Linked DNA regions of Mus musculus: region 1 is linked to region 2. The links are chromatin contacts, called in public promoter capture Hi-C maps. All regions are on one chromosome and are shown on one strand. The core of a region is the stretch at or near the end of the contact, and the rest is flanking DNA. Distances in the headings are between cores, read along the strand shown.

Evidence for each region. Promoter capture Hi-C pulls out the DNA fragments that hold promoters and counts their contacts.
Region 1: a contact with region 2 is called in a promoter capture Hi-C map of the HPC-7 cell line. The contact joins the promoter of Mrgprg here to the enhancer-like site in region 2. A contact is called at or near these places in 24 of 39 promoter capture datasets (the 3T3-L1 cell line, 3T3-L1-derived adipocytes, the C10 cell line and 15 more), 1 of 15 datasets of contacts at CTCF or cohesin (large pre-B cells), 11 of 484 Hi-C or Micro-C datasets (CD8 T cells, bone marrow-derived macrophages, embryonic fibroblasts and 6 more), 9 of 115 datasets of contacts at active chromatin or transcription factors (the 230-238 cell line, the SCID.adh cell line, bone marrow-derived macrophages and 6 more) and 5 of 9 other capture datasets (adipose tissue, embryonic stem cells, liver and 2 more).

The regions. Positions count from the first base shown.
Region 1 is chr7:143,765,470-143,771,916 of GRCm38.p6, forward strand. It overlaps Mrgprg (MAS-related GPR, member G), which reads right to left and starts at 1,524. Exons shown (of 2, transcript NM_203492.2): 1 at 1,402-1,524.
Region 2 is chr7:143,563,219-143,569,377 of GRCm38.p6, forward strand. It overlaps Cars (cysteinyl-tRNA synthetase), which reads right to left. Exons shown (of 23, transcript NM_013742.5): 16 at 5,715-5,904; 17 at 5,097-5,165; 18 at 1,766-1,847. Among named protein-coding and RNA genes, the nearest start is that of Mir7064, 4.5 kb to the right of the region's middle. Within about 2 kb of position 2,548, at least 32 of the 459 cell types and tissues checked have an H3K27ac peak or open chromatin away from gene starts, as enhancers often do. A contact at or near this core is called in the HPC-7 cell line, embryonic fibroblasts, hematopoietic stem and progenitor cells and 1 more, where this site is marked.

The sequences.
Region 1 (6,447 bases), core at 274-2,773, 200 kb after region 2:
TGCAGCTTCCAGAGTCCGAGTTGTCTCAAGCCCCTTCCTGGCTGCATGTGATACCAGGTTACCCCCTCACAGCTGCTTTGCTTGGAAGCAGCTCTCTCTGCCCTCATCCTGGTTAGACAACCCATCCTGAATGAGGTGTCCCCATGCAGAGGCCCACCACATTCAGACAAAGGGGCCACAGGTGGAGAGACTCCCCTTTCTTTTTAACTGTAGTACCAATGTGAGAATGCTTTCTCTAAGGCTCTGATCACACCCACCCCAGGGTCTCTGATAGTGCCTGCTCTGACCCAGGACACTCCATTCTGTGCTAGGTGAGGCTTCAGGGGACTTTCCCCACACTGTCCTTTTAGAGCGCGACATTAAAGCCCAGGGTCCTGAGGAACTGTGGCTAACTCTGAAGCTTCATGTCAGAGTCTGGGACTTTGATGATGGGTCTCAGGGCCCCAAATCTTCTTAGGGAGCAAGCAGGAGAGTTTCTGGTACCCTCATGGAGGCGAGTGTTTCAGAGCAGTACCTTTTTCCACAGAGCCCATGATGGACCTTGTCCAAGATCCAGGGTATGAGGACCCAGGCTCTGGGGACAGGGACTGCCAGGGAGGAACAGCAATAGGAAAAGATAGACCAGGGCTGGGGGGTAATGGAGTGGAGAAGAGAGATGGACAGACAGACACAGAGAGAAATAGAGAATAGAGGTAGAGATAAAGAGGAAGGGACAGACATGGGAAAACATAGTCAAAGATGGAAAGAGATGTATATTGTGTACTTTACGTATGACCCTCATTCCTGGTCTGGGCTGTGTCCCCTACCCAGAACCCTAGCTATCTCTGTACTCACTGAGACCCAGCCTCCATCAGACCCTGCTTCCTCTCACAGGGCCAAACCTTCTGCAGTGTCCTGATGAGTATCACCCACCATCTCATCACCAAGCATCCTTCCTAGCACCTGTGGGAGATGGTGATTCAACCTACCAGTTCAGCTGTCAAGGTCAGAGTACAGGTCCTCAGGACCTTGAAATTAAGGACTGAACCTTCACGCATCAGAGTGGTGACAGAGGCAAGACTCTTCCCCTCTGTGAGCCCCCAAGGGTGTAAATCCAGACATCTACTCCTGTGTGGATTCTGGCTGGTGGAGCCAAGGCTAGATCTGAAAGGGGATGCGGTAGGTGGGGTGGGGCATCTTCCTCATCCTTGTTCTCCAATGGACCTGGAGCAATGAGTTTCAAGCCTGAGCCTCAGCTTCCAAGGCTCCCTTAACTGCCTTCCCCATAAGGTCCCTTTTAGAGGACATCCTCAGAGCCACCAGCACCCCCCTGAGAGCCAGGCAGGCAAGTGATGTAGAGGGTAAGAGAAGGGGTGCTTCTTGCTTAGGGAAGCAGGTAGAGGGGCATATTAACCTTCTCACCTGATGACCGCCTGCTGACAGTGGCTGTCTCCAGCTCGCTCAGCCCACACTTGTTGTCTTGATCTCCTCCTGGCCCCTAAATCCCCTTCTGTCCTCTGAGGCTGGCTCCTGCCAGTTCCCTAGAAGTGGGGTGGGTGTGTCACCTTTTCACGGAAATCAAAGGAATGAGCTCAAACAGAGCTGTCAGTGTGGGAGGCTCCTCCTTTTCATCTGGGAGATGAAAACAGAGAGCCTTGCACGCCGCCCATTCTGGAATGGTCCCTGGCCTTAGGTGCTCGGGACCAAAGGAAGAGATGACATCTGTAAAGATGGATCAGTCAGTAAAGTTCTCGCTATGCAGGTATGAGAATTTGAGTTTGGATCCCCTGCACCTTTAATAAAAGTTGGGCATCATGGTGCATGCTTGTGACCCCAGTACTGAGAGATGGAGACCAGAGGACTCATGGGACTTGATATTCAGCTGGCTATGCCAATCACTACATTTGCTGCAAAGTCTTATCTTTAAAAAATAAGGTATTGGGCCAGTGAGAGGGCTCAGTGGGTAAAGGTTCTTGCCACACCCAAGCCTGACAACCTAAGTTCAATTCCAGGGATCCCCATAAAAGAAGAAAATTGATTCCTAAAAGTTTCCCTCTGATCTGGACACATGTGGTGGCACATTTGTGCACACACACAGATAAACTTAAAAACATATTTAAGCCAGAGGTTGTGGCCCACACCTTTAATCCCAGCACTTGGGAGGCAGAGGCAGACAGATTTCTGCAAGTCTGCACAGAGTTTCCAGGTCAACCAGGATGGTATTGTGAGATGTTGTCTCAAAACAACAACAGCATGGACTTTAAAATGTTTTTTAATGTGTAGGGTAATTAAGAAGACACACACTCAGTGCTGATCTTTAGGCAGCACATACACCTGCACAGATGTGCATGCACCTACACACATGTGCACATAAACTCACACAGCAGTTGGAAGGGAATAGGGAGAGTCCAATAGAGCTAGGACTGCACAGTGAGATATTCTGGAGACTCACTGGCAGAGGAAGGTCCTGGGGAGCTGGGCACCCAGACGTTGGGTGGATAAAGACCAAAGCATGCTCTCATGCCTGAAGGTCTCTGGTTTATCTTCAGATTCCATCAAAAGCCAGGCGCACCCTCCAAGTCATCCAGTACGCATGTGCTTTCAAGGCTCTGTGTTATGGTTAGCTAAGTAAATATGCAGGAAAACCCATCTTATGGTGACTCAGACAGCTGTGGCTCAAGATGGCTGCCATCATGTCAAGCCAGATCCATACTCTGTCCTCTGTGGGATGCACCCTTACAACACACACAAGCACTGTGCAGCCCCAAATCTCCCCAACTTTTCATTGTTCTGGTAGGCCTTTGTTGTTGTTCTTCTTCAGGGCTTTGCCCTCAAGGATTAATATAATTGTCATAGTGTGCCGGTACTGTGAGGTGATCTAGAGGAGTCCACAGCAGCTGGAGAGTCTGTGCACCACCGAAGCAGGCAGCAGGGAGACAACCAAGCACTTGGCACCTCTCCTGTGACAGTGTAGGATTGGACAGGACTTTGATATTGGTTTTCGAATGTGACACAGAATTGACGTTCTGATCTGATAAGATATGGCCTGTGGTCTGTCTCTAACAGCTGCTGTGTGAATATGACCAAAAGTACATGTGTGATTTAACACCTCAAGCCCTGGGCTAGACAGATGGCTCAGGAGCCGAAGGTCTCCCTGCTCTTCTGGAAGACCTGAGTTTAGCTCCTAGCACTGAGGTTTCGTGATTGAACCAACTAAAGGGAGAACAGACTCGTCCTGGGTGTCAGAATGGGGACAACCTTCCCCTGTCCCCATGTAAACCCCAGTGTGTCCTATCCCTAGTGTGCTGAGGTCACCAGGCTACCTGTTTGTTCTGTGAGACCATTAGTTCCTGTTTGGTGTAAGTGGCAAACTGCTAAGCCTCTGAGACCACCCAGGAGGTCCCCAGAGAAGCTAAGGTCAGTGTCCTCGTGTGATTAAGCCTGGACCCCTCCCCCCTCTGACCCCATCACAGTGCTGCCTGTTGACTGGGACCTTATACCTGGAATCATCCCTGAGTCATGTGGCCCAAATGTCTCAATTTCTCCCCCTCCCCAATTTTAAATTACAGTTGTGTGTGTGTGTGTGTGTGTGTGTGTGTGTGTGTGTGTGCACTGAGGTCAGAAGCTCACTTGTGGGAGTCAGTTCTCTCCTTCCACCATATTGGTTCTAGAAATTGGACTCAGGTTGTCAGCCTTGGTGGCAATACCCACTGAACCGCGTTGCCGACTCCTGTTGAACAGCACTACCTTCCCGTCCTTTGAGCCAAACCGCTGCCATCTTTATGAGTGCAGCTGTATCTGTTTGAAGAAGATCACTCCAGATGGACTTGTTAATTTAGAAGTTCCCTCATAGAAAGAAAAACGGGGGAGGGTCATGGGAACCTTACCTATGTATACGGCCACCTCACCCTCAGCAATTTGTATACATTTCTGCGCAGAGTACAAGCTGTGGGGAGGGCGTGCTGGGTGTAGAACTTCCAGCCTGGCCTATGCATAAGCCAAATAAACTCCTTGGCTCCCCAGGGGCAGATGCTTCTTAGATCCCTCAGCAAGCAGAAAATCTTGGAGACTGCCCCCAAACCTTTCCAACTCCTCCACTGACCCAGTTGGTCCTGGTGGGGTTTCTGTTGTTACTGTTGTCCTTTGGTTGGTTTGTTTATTTTGGTTCAGTATAAATCATGTGACTTGTTACACAGTGTCCTAGGCGAGTGGTGATCTGTGGCTGGCCTTGTCATTGCCATTGAGTAATACTGTGGGAAGAGTAAACAAAATGTACAATTTTTTTTTCTATCCAAGGATTACATGAGACCACATTTCCCTTAAAAATTTGTAAAGAAATCACATGGCAGAAGTTGAGACTCCTGCAGGCTCAGCACTTTTGAACTCAAGGTTGTACTCTGCTCAAAACCTCAGGAGTAAAAACACAGGGGACCCAACTGGGCATGCGTGTTCCCTTCAGCAGGAGTAAAGCTTTTGTCTTGCAAATGCTTTGAATTGGATCATGTGGCAATTCCTTCGGACCCTGGACCTATTTCTAACAATATTGATGTTAGATTTCTGAGGCAGCTTAAGAAGATGGCAGGGGTGGGGGAAGTGAAGAAAAGAGACCAGTTAGTCTCAACAGAGAGGAGTGTTTATTTCAAACATCAAGGCAAATACGATGGGAAAGGGGTGTCTGCCAAACAGGAAGAGGGTACTTGGGGTTTATATAGGAGGTTTGGGGAATGCACCTGCTGGGGCTACCTGCAAGCCTGCAGTCTCTCTCTCCTGGACTTGTTTGTTCAAGATAAGGTCGTTTGTCTTTAGAAACTGCCTTGTCCTGGCTATGGGGATGAGGGTCATAGAGAGTAACTGAGTTTGGCAATGGCAGTGAAGGGGAAGGAGTTGGAGTTTCAATACAGGGCCTTGGTCAGGGTCTGGAAGAGTTTGTTTGAGGTTTGTTCCAACATACCCCAACTCTTAAGAGATAAGGAATGGGTCAGAGAGGATGGGGTTTCCAGATATAGGGTTGGAGTTTGTGGGGAAGTGAGCTGAGCATGAACAGAGAGGTCTGGGGAAGAGGGAGTTCTGTAGGCACAGTGTGTGTGTGTGTGTGTGTGTGTGTGTGTGAGAGAGAGAGAGAGAGAGAGAGAGAGAGAGAGAGAGAGAGAGAATGTGTATGTGGTGTGTGTGAGTGAGTGTGTTGTGTGTGAGAGTATGTGTGTGGTGTGAGTGAGTATGTGTGTGAGAGTGGGGGGGTGTGGGGGTGTGAGTGTGTTGTGTGTGAGAGTGTGTGTGTGGTGTGAGTGAGTGAGTGTGTATGTGAGAGTGTGTGTGGGATGTGTGTGTGTGAATGTGGTATGTGTGTTTGTGTGTGTGTGTGTGGTCCCTGTTGAGCAAAGCCTCAGATCATGAGGAACTGAGTCAGGCTGTACTGGGCAGTAGTCCCCAGCCATAAATAATAACTTAGTCCCAGCCTGTATATGTACATGTCCCCTGGCCCCTCTAATGTATCCAACCTTCAATTGTCAGAAAGGTTGGGGCCTCTTGATGCTCCAATAGAGCAGTTTCAGCCTGTTGAGGTTAAGTCTCTTGGCTTCTCTGCCTGTTTTCTGATACCCAAATGAGGGATGCACTTGTGGTCTTCTGGGCAGAAAGTTCCCCTGCCTTCCTCCACAGAGTCATTCTTCTGAGAGCATGGACATCTTCTAAGCTTACTCTACAGGCTAAACAGCTACTAGTCTGACCTGAGATCTCTGGTCCTTGTGTTCTCTGCCTCTGAGAATAGTGTAAATCCACTGGACAGAACCTCAGTTCTTGGGACTCTATTGGTGCTCTGTATAGACCCAGCTTGACCCCTGGCCTCTGCTCTCCTCAAAATCTTCTCCACCCATCTTCCTCTGACCACTTCCTCCCAGACTCTCTGATCTCCAGGCTGAGGGGTCTTTCACCATTTGATCACTGCCATTCATGCACCTAAATTCTAAAGGACAAAAGTAACTGCCTGCATCTGACTCAGAGACAAGCTGACCAGGCCCCAAGTTCCAGGAACTTCTCCCTCCTCCTCCAGATCACTCCCATGTTTAGCTGACTTTGTGACTCCCTCGAGTCTTATGAGTGTGAGGATGCCCCGCTCCTAGCACTCAGGTTCCTTTCGTCTTTCCCTAAACTTGGGGATACCCCAGGTAGTGGGATAAGAATCTCCCCCATTCCTAACCATCATTTCTAGTTCAAACCAGACTTTTAAAATGAGCTATAAAAGCTCCATATTAGTGAGTTCCAGCCTGCCAAATTCATTTAATTATCTGTTCAAATATGGCCACAGTAATCTCTTAATGATGGCCACTATTGGCCCCACACAACTCAAAACTTTCAGATTGGATGTTCTTACAGACTTAGACAACTTTCTCAAACAAAATAGCAAAGGGGCCAGGTCCCTATCTCACTAAGCCCTCCCCGACCTGTCCCACCCCAATCATTTTAACCGTT
Region 2 (6,159 bases), core at 1,298-3,797:
GCCACCCTCGTGGCAAGCACCTAGGGTCCAAGAAGGACAATTGGCTGTTCTAGCACTGCAGACTAGTGGTTGGGAGCCAGGACCTGTCTGATAACATTCTGTGGACTGCCCCTAGAGATGCTGAGCAGGGAGAAGTCAGCTGTCCAGAGCCTGGTACAGACAAACTTTGTACCATAATGACAAGGCTCCATAATACCCAAAGCTATGGTCATTGCCAACCTGGCTCAGCACGGAGGCCATGTCCCTTTAAGCATGTCCCCAGACCAATGATATACTTATTCAGTGACTCTGCCTGAGTCATATTGATGTCCTGAAGAGGTTATCCCTTTCCTAACATTGTCACCTCACACACTTGCCACAGGCCCACCTCAGCAGTCTTGTTCATATGTCTGAGGGCTAAGAACTCCTTGGTTGCTCAGCAAGATGCCCACCTTGCCCCCAATCAGCTCTGAATGCCCCGCTAAATCAGAATATAGTCGGACTGGAGGGTCTCTGGGGTTCAGACTGGGTCTGGTGGCTTGAGTGGTCCCCCAGTTGCTGCCTATCTCACTTGGAGATGTCAGTCTGGTCTGACCACAGGTGTGGATATGGAAGGGTCACTTGGCAGGGAGCTTGGTTAGCTTGGTCAGACCTGGCCTTGTCACCACAAGAAGTGGCTGCCCCAAGGCTGAGCGAGAGCACACAGGAGAGCAGGAGACAGGGATGCTGAACCGAGCCAACAGAGCAGGTAGGAATCAGAGGACTGCGGGTGTGACCAGTCTCTGAAAGCTAGCACATTCCTAACCTCTGAGTCGGTTTCTCTGTTGGTGCTAGTACTTATTATGACCAGCTGTGTTACCCTTCTCTGTGGAGGGTAAAGGGATAGATTCTGGAAAGCTACGCCAGCACCATGGTCCACAGCAGATACAACACAGATTCTCAACTGCTCAGACTGAGACTCCAATTCCCCTTGCATTTAGGAACTAAGAGTCCTAAAGGTTTTGATCATTGATAGTTTTTGGTTTTGTTTTACCCCAGATTTTTTTTTTCTGGACATAAAAGCTCTGCTTTCCCTGAAGGAAACATACCCAAGGGCATCAGGCTAGCTCCTCCATAGCCACAACCTCACAGCACTGCAGGTGTTCGCAGGATCTCCTTAAGAAGCAAACTCTGCTTAGAAATATGGACATCTGCAGTCTGTGGGCTCCCCTCCAAGACAGAGTGCCTCCTGAGGATACCTGTGATAGCAGCAGCTGATTCCCCAGAACCACCTGGCACAAATCATGGTGTCTTTCTCCACACCCTGAGTAATCCTCTCTCTCTCAAATCATACACCTCCTAACTTTGGAGGATGAAGAACTGGTGTGCACAGGCAACCTGGCACCACCATGCACAAAGTAGAGCATGACTCTAGCTCTGGCCCCAGAAGGAGCTTCTCCAAGCACCCTCAGACTTCAGCAGGACAAGCCACTCTCCAGTGTCTCAAGCCTAGGTGACCAGGAACAGAAAGGAGATACAGTGCAAACCAAAGGGCATGCTGGCTGTGCATAGGGCCCTCTCTCTGGCCTCTATCAGAACAAGAGCTGCGCAGACACCTGGCCCTCGGCCCAAGGAAAAGTTCTGCCTGAGATGTGTCAAAAGTAACTCTGACCCAATACAATGCTGCCCTGAAAGTCCTGAGGAATAGGGGAGGTCCAGTTTGGCATGGGGTTTATACGCCTACACACCACTGACAGCCACCACAGGTAACCCAGCAGAAGGTGGGGCGCACAGCATGGGGCCTTACCTTTTTTCTCTCGGGCAATCTTTCGTACTCCCTCTCTGAATTCTGATAACACCTGAAGGTAGGGCATGACTGTTGACTCGAGCTGTTGGAAAGAACGGATTTGAGTCACAAGAGCCATTGCTGTTTTATAACTGAATACCCAACAGTTCAGTGGATATGCCACAGGATACATGCTGCTGGACCCCATGTCCTGAAGCCAACAGGTCCTCTTCATGCCAAGTGGTATGGGAGCAGCATGTGCTGGAGTGCAGCCAGGCCCTATCTCCACCCTTCTTGGACAGCCTGAAGAAGCTAGCCATCACACCGTCAACCTTAGCTCCAAGTACCTAATATAGGTGATGTGGGTCAGGGAGCAAAAGGTACATTTGGGCTTCCAATAGGATACACTTCGGCAGACACTATTCTGTCCGTTGCTGACACGATGTGTTTTCCTCAGAACAGACACAGTTGTCAGAAACTTGTCCATACCACCATTTTCAATGGGCTGTCAGGATGCACTGACTGCTTGTGGTCACATGTGGGCCTGCTAAGTCATCTTATAACTTACATGCACATGAATAGCTGAACAAAGGGTCACCACCTACAATGACACTAAGAATAAAGCCAGGGAACCCAAAACCACACTGGGCAAGACCCAAACAGGAGTCTGAATCTAGAACTATCTTACAGTGTATTTCTCTATCTCCCGGACCGAAAATGTCTGGGACTTCTGAATAGGGTCTTCCTATGTCTCAGTTACACAGTAGCTGGAGAGCCAAGATAAGGAAGTGGGAGAAGCATTGGCTAGAAGATAAGAGACCGATGAAGTCTGAGCTAACTAGGCCTGGCCCTCCTCCAGACAAACTGAAGGGAAACTGTCTCAAAGCAGCAGAGGCTCTGGACTTCCAGAGTGAACTAGATCTTATCTCCAACCCTTATGGACAGCTTAAATAGGCTAGTCACCATACAGCCAACCTTGGCTTCCAGTACTCAAGGAGGCTCCCTGGTAGAGGGCAGAGTCTATCTCCAAGAGTCCTGGGGCTGAAATCCTGCTGCCCAGCTTCTACCTGGGCACAAGAGGTTCAGGCTCAGGTCTGCCTCTCTGGTTCCCACAGAACCTTTTAACTTCAAAGTATGGGAGTCGTGGGATAGAGGATACTTGGCCTCACAGGCTTACCATGTTCATTTGTGGCTGCTTCTTCCTACAAGCCAACTTTAAGGGGTTAATGAACCCATCTGGGGATGCAGGATATGATATATCTTAAGATGCCTCCCCAAGATCAGCATTGCTGAAGACTAAAAGCTACCTTTAAGTTCAAAGGCAAAACAACTTTCACCTATGAGTTCTGTCTTGTTTTTGTGTGTGTGTGTGTGTTTTCAAAAAAAAGAGGGAGTGCTGGAGAGATGGCTCAACACTTGGTGGCTTTGTAGAGGATCCAAATTCAGTTCCTAGCATCTATATCAGGTGACTCACAATCACCTGTAACTCCAGCTCCAGGGAATCTGATACCTTCTTCTGAGGTCACCTGCATTCACTGCAAATACCCCTCCCCCCAGATACACACAATTAAAAATAAAATGTTTAAAAAGAAAGAAAAAAAGAAAGCTGGCAGAGTTTTTGTTAGGAGGACAGAGGAACCTTGTGTGGATTTTTAAAAAGCCCCAGCAGTGATTCCTATCTGGCAAAGTCTAGAAGCCACCACACCAACAGTTCTCACTGACAGTTTCTTCCTTCACTGCGCTGAGCTGGCTTAGACTTGACAGCCCAGTGTGGAGGAGGGGGCCTCTGGGGTTGCTCATCAGTAGGAAGCAGCTCTGAGACAGCTTTGTCTTTCCATTTGTACTGAGCTACTGTTTGCATTAGCACAGCAGACGCTCCATCTAAATATTTATATACACTTTCTTAGTTTCTTAATTAAAGAGTGCTCTCTGCAGAAGAAGGGGGCGGGAATCTTAAACAAGCTTTCCTTATGTAGCACAGGAACATAACTGTCATATGTGTCCATCAGCCCACTAGACCTACAAGTACTGAAGTCAGCTGCGGACCGTGGGTCTGTTCTAACTGGGCTTCTTTGCATGCTTAGACTGGTACACAGATGCTCTATGAGACCACCACTTTCCATTTTCTTGGCACTGGCTGCTAGAACAGGGGCTGAACCTGGCCTGACATGAGGTTCTGCCCAGCTCTGTGGGGAAAAGACAAATAGTGGGAGTTCCCCTAGGATAGCATTGTGGTATGTGAACACATGACCTTTAGGGAAAAAAGTCCACTGATTAGGGTGCCCACACTCCAAATTCTCAGTGAGGTGGTTTGAATAGGAATCACTAACATGGCTTCATTCATGTGTTTGAATGCTTACCCATAGGGAGTGGCACTATTAGGAGATGTGACCTTTGGAGGATGTGTGTCACTGTGGGGGAAGGTTTTGAAATCTCCTATGCTTAACCTATGCCCAGTGTGGCTCACAGTCCCTTCTGCTGTCTGTGGATCAAGATGTAGAGCTTCAGCCCCTTCTCTGCCTGCACACAGCCATGCTTTCCTGAGATGACCATAATGGACAAACCTTTGAAACTGTAAGCCAGCCTCAAATTAAATATTTTCCTTTATATGTTGTCTCTTTACAGAAATAGAAACCCTAACTAAGACACTCAGGTTGAAGTATTTCGAGGAAAAAGAAATTGTGTGTTTGCACTGAACATGTACTGTCATTCCCTAAACCCCACAATGTAACCATCTGCACAACAGTTATAACATGGGGGGGTTATATACAACCTAGAGGTGACTTAAAACTTATAGAGGGGGACTGAGGAGAGAGCTGTTGGTAAAGTGCTACTGGACAAGCATGAGGACCTGAGTTTGATCCCTAACATAAAAAAGCCAGGGTGACAGGACATGCCACTTATGATCCCAGTGCTGGGCAGGGACAGGTATCACTGGCGCTTGATGGCTAGCCAGCCTAGCCTAATTAGAGTCCTAGGTCAATGAGAAATCCACCTTAAAAAACAAAGTAGGAGCCGGGTGTGGTGGCGCACGCCTTTAGTCCCAGCACTCGGGAGGCAGAGGCAGGCGGATTTCTGAGTTCGAGGCCAGCCTAGTCTACAAAGTGAGTTCCAGGACAGCCAGGGCTACACAGAGAAACCCTGTCTCAAAAAAAAAAAAAAAAAACAACAACAACAAAAAAAAAAAACAAAGTAGGAGGCTTCGGAGGCTGACCTCTGACCTCTCTACATACACGCAAGCAGGCATGGAGATGTAAGGAGGAGCTACTGTGAAAGGGCCTAGGTGGCTTCAAGGCATAAAGATGGCGGCATCAGCTGACACGTGAGAATCCTTTCAGTGTGCTCTACTTACGTTCAGGTTGGTTCCAGGCCCACCAACTGGGAACCCCAGGGGGCTCTCCTCCTCTATGGCCCCAAAGATCTGAGGAAAAAAACAGATAGGACTCAAACTGAGTGTAGAACGCACAGGATATATACAGAGGTGAGGTGTCACCAATGACCAGTAGCTCATGAACTGTCCTGACTTCTCTGGGGACAGGGAGCCAGGTGGGTGGTCCCAACTGTCTGAGGCAGGAAAGAGCAACATCAAGTCCTTTAACCCTATCCCAGGGTACCTGCATCTATCCATGGTGCACTTCCCTGAAGGTCCATAACAAGGACAGGTAGAGGAGGCAGGGAAAGTCCCACTGGCCTAGGAGGGAAGAGCTGCTCTGGGGCATGGTGGCCTGGAGCCAGAACTGCTCTGCACAGATGTGCTCAGAGCCAAGGCCTTGTCACTCACTGGCTTTTGCTTTCAAACTCCAAGATGGGAGAAGAGCAATGACCAACAGCTGTGATTATAGGTGGCTCTGAGGATCTACTCACACTTCAGGGAGGCCTCCAACCAGGATGACTACTCTGGTTAGCACGTGGTAGCTTCCAAGTATCACTCAGGAGCTAAGTTCCATCATGGCCCTATCGCCAGGCTCACCTTCAGCATGTGGGTGAGGTACATGGCAATGTTCTCCAGCAGAGCCCGGTTGGGCCTCCTCCGTTCAGCCTTCCTGGCTGCCATGTAGAGGTTGCACTGACTGACCAAAGCCCGCATCTCTTCCATGACAGTCCGGGTGTCAATGTTATCACACAAGGCTTCGTGAACTGCGGTCTTCTTGCCATAGAAGCTGAGTAAGGAAGAGGAATGGAAGCAACAGTCAGGCCTGATGCTCCAGCACAGCTCTCTGGAGCCCAGCAACCAGAGTTACTGCCATCAGCAAGTATTGCACTTGTGACATGTGACAGGGCCTGGCCTCATCAGCTACCCAGGACAGGCTATGATGGAGAGAGATCTTCAGCCAGCCATCCCAGAACAAACACACACACACACACTCACACACACACAATCTCTCTCTTTCTCTCTCTCTCTCTCCACCCCCCAC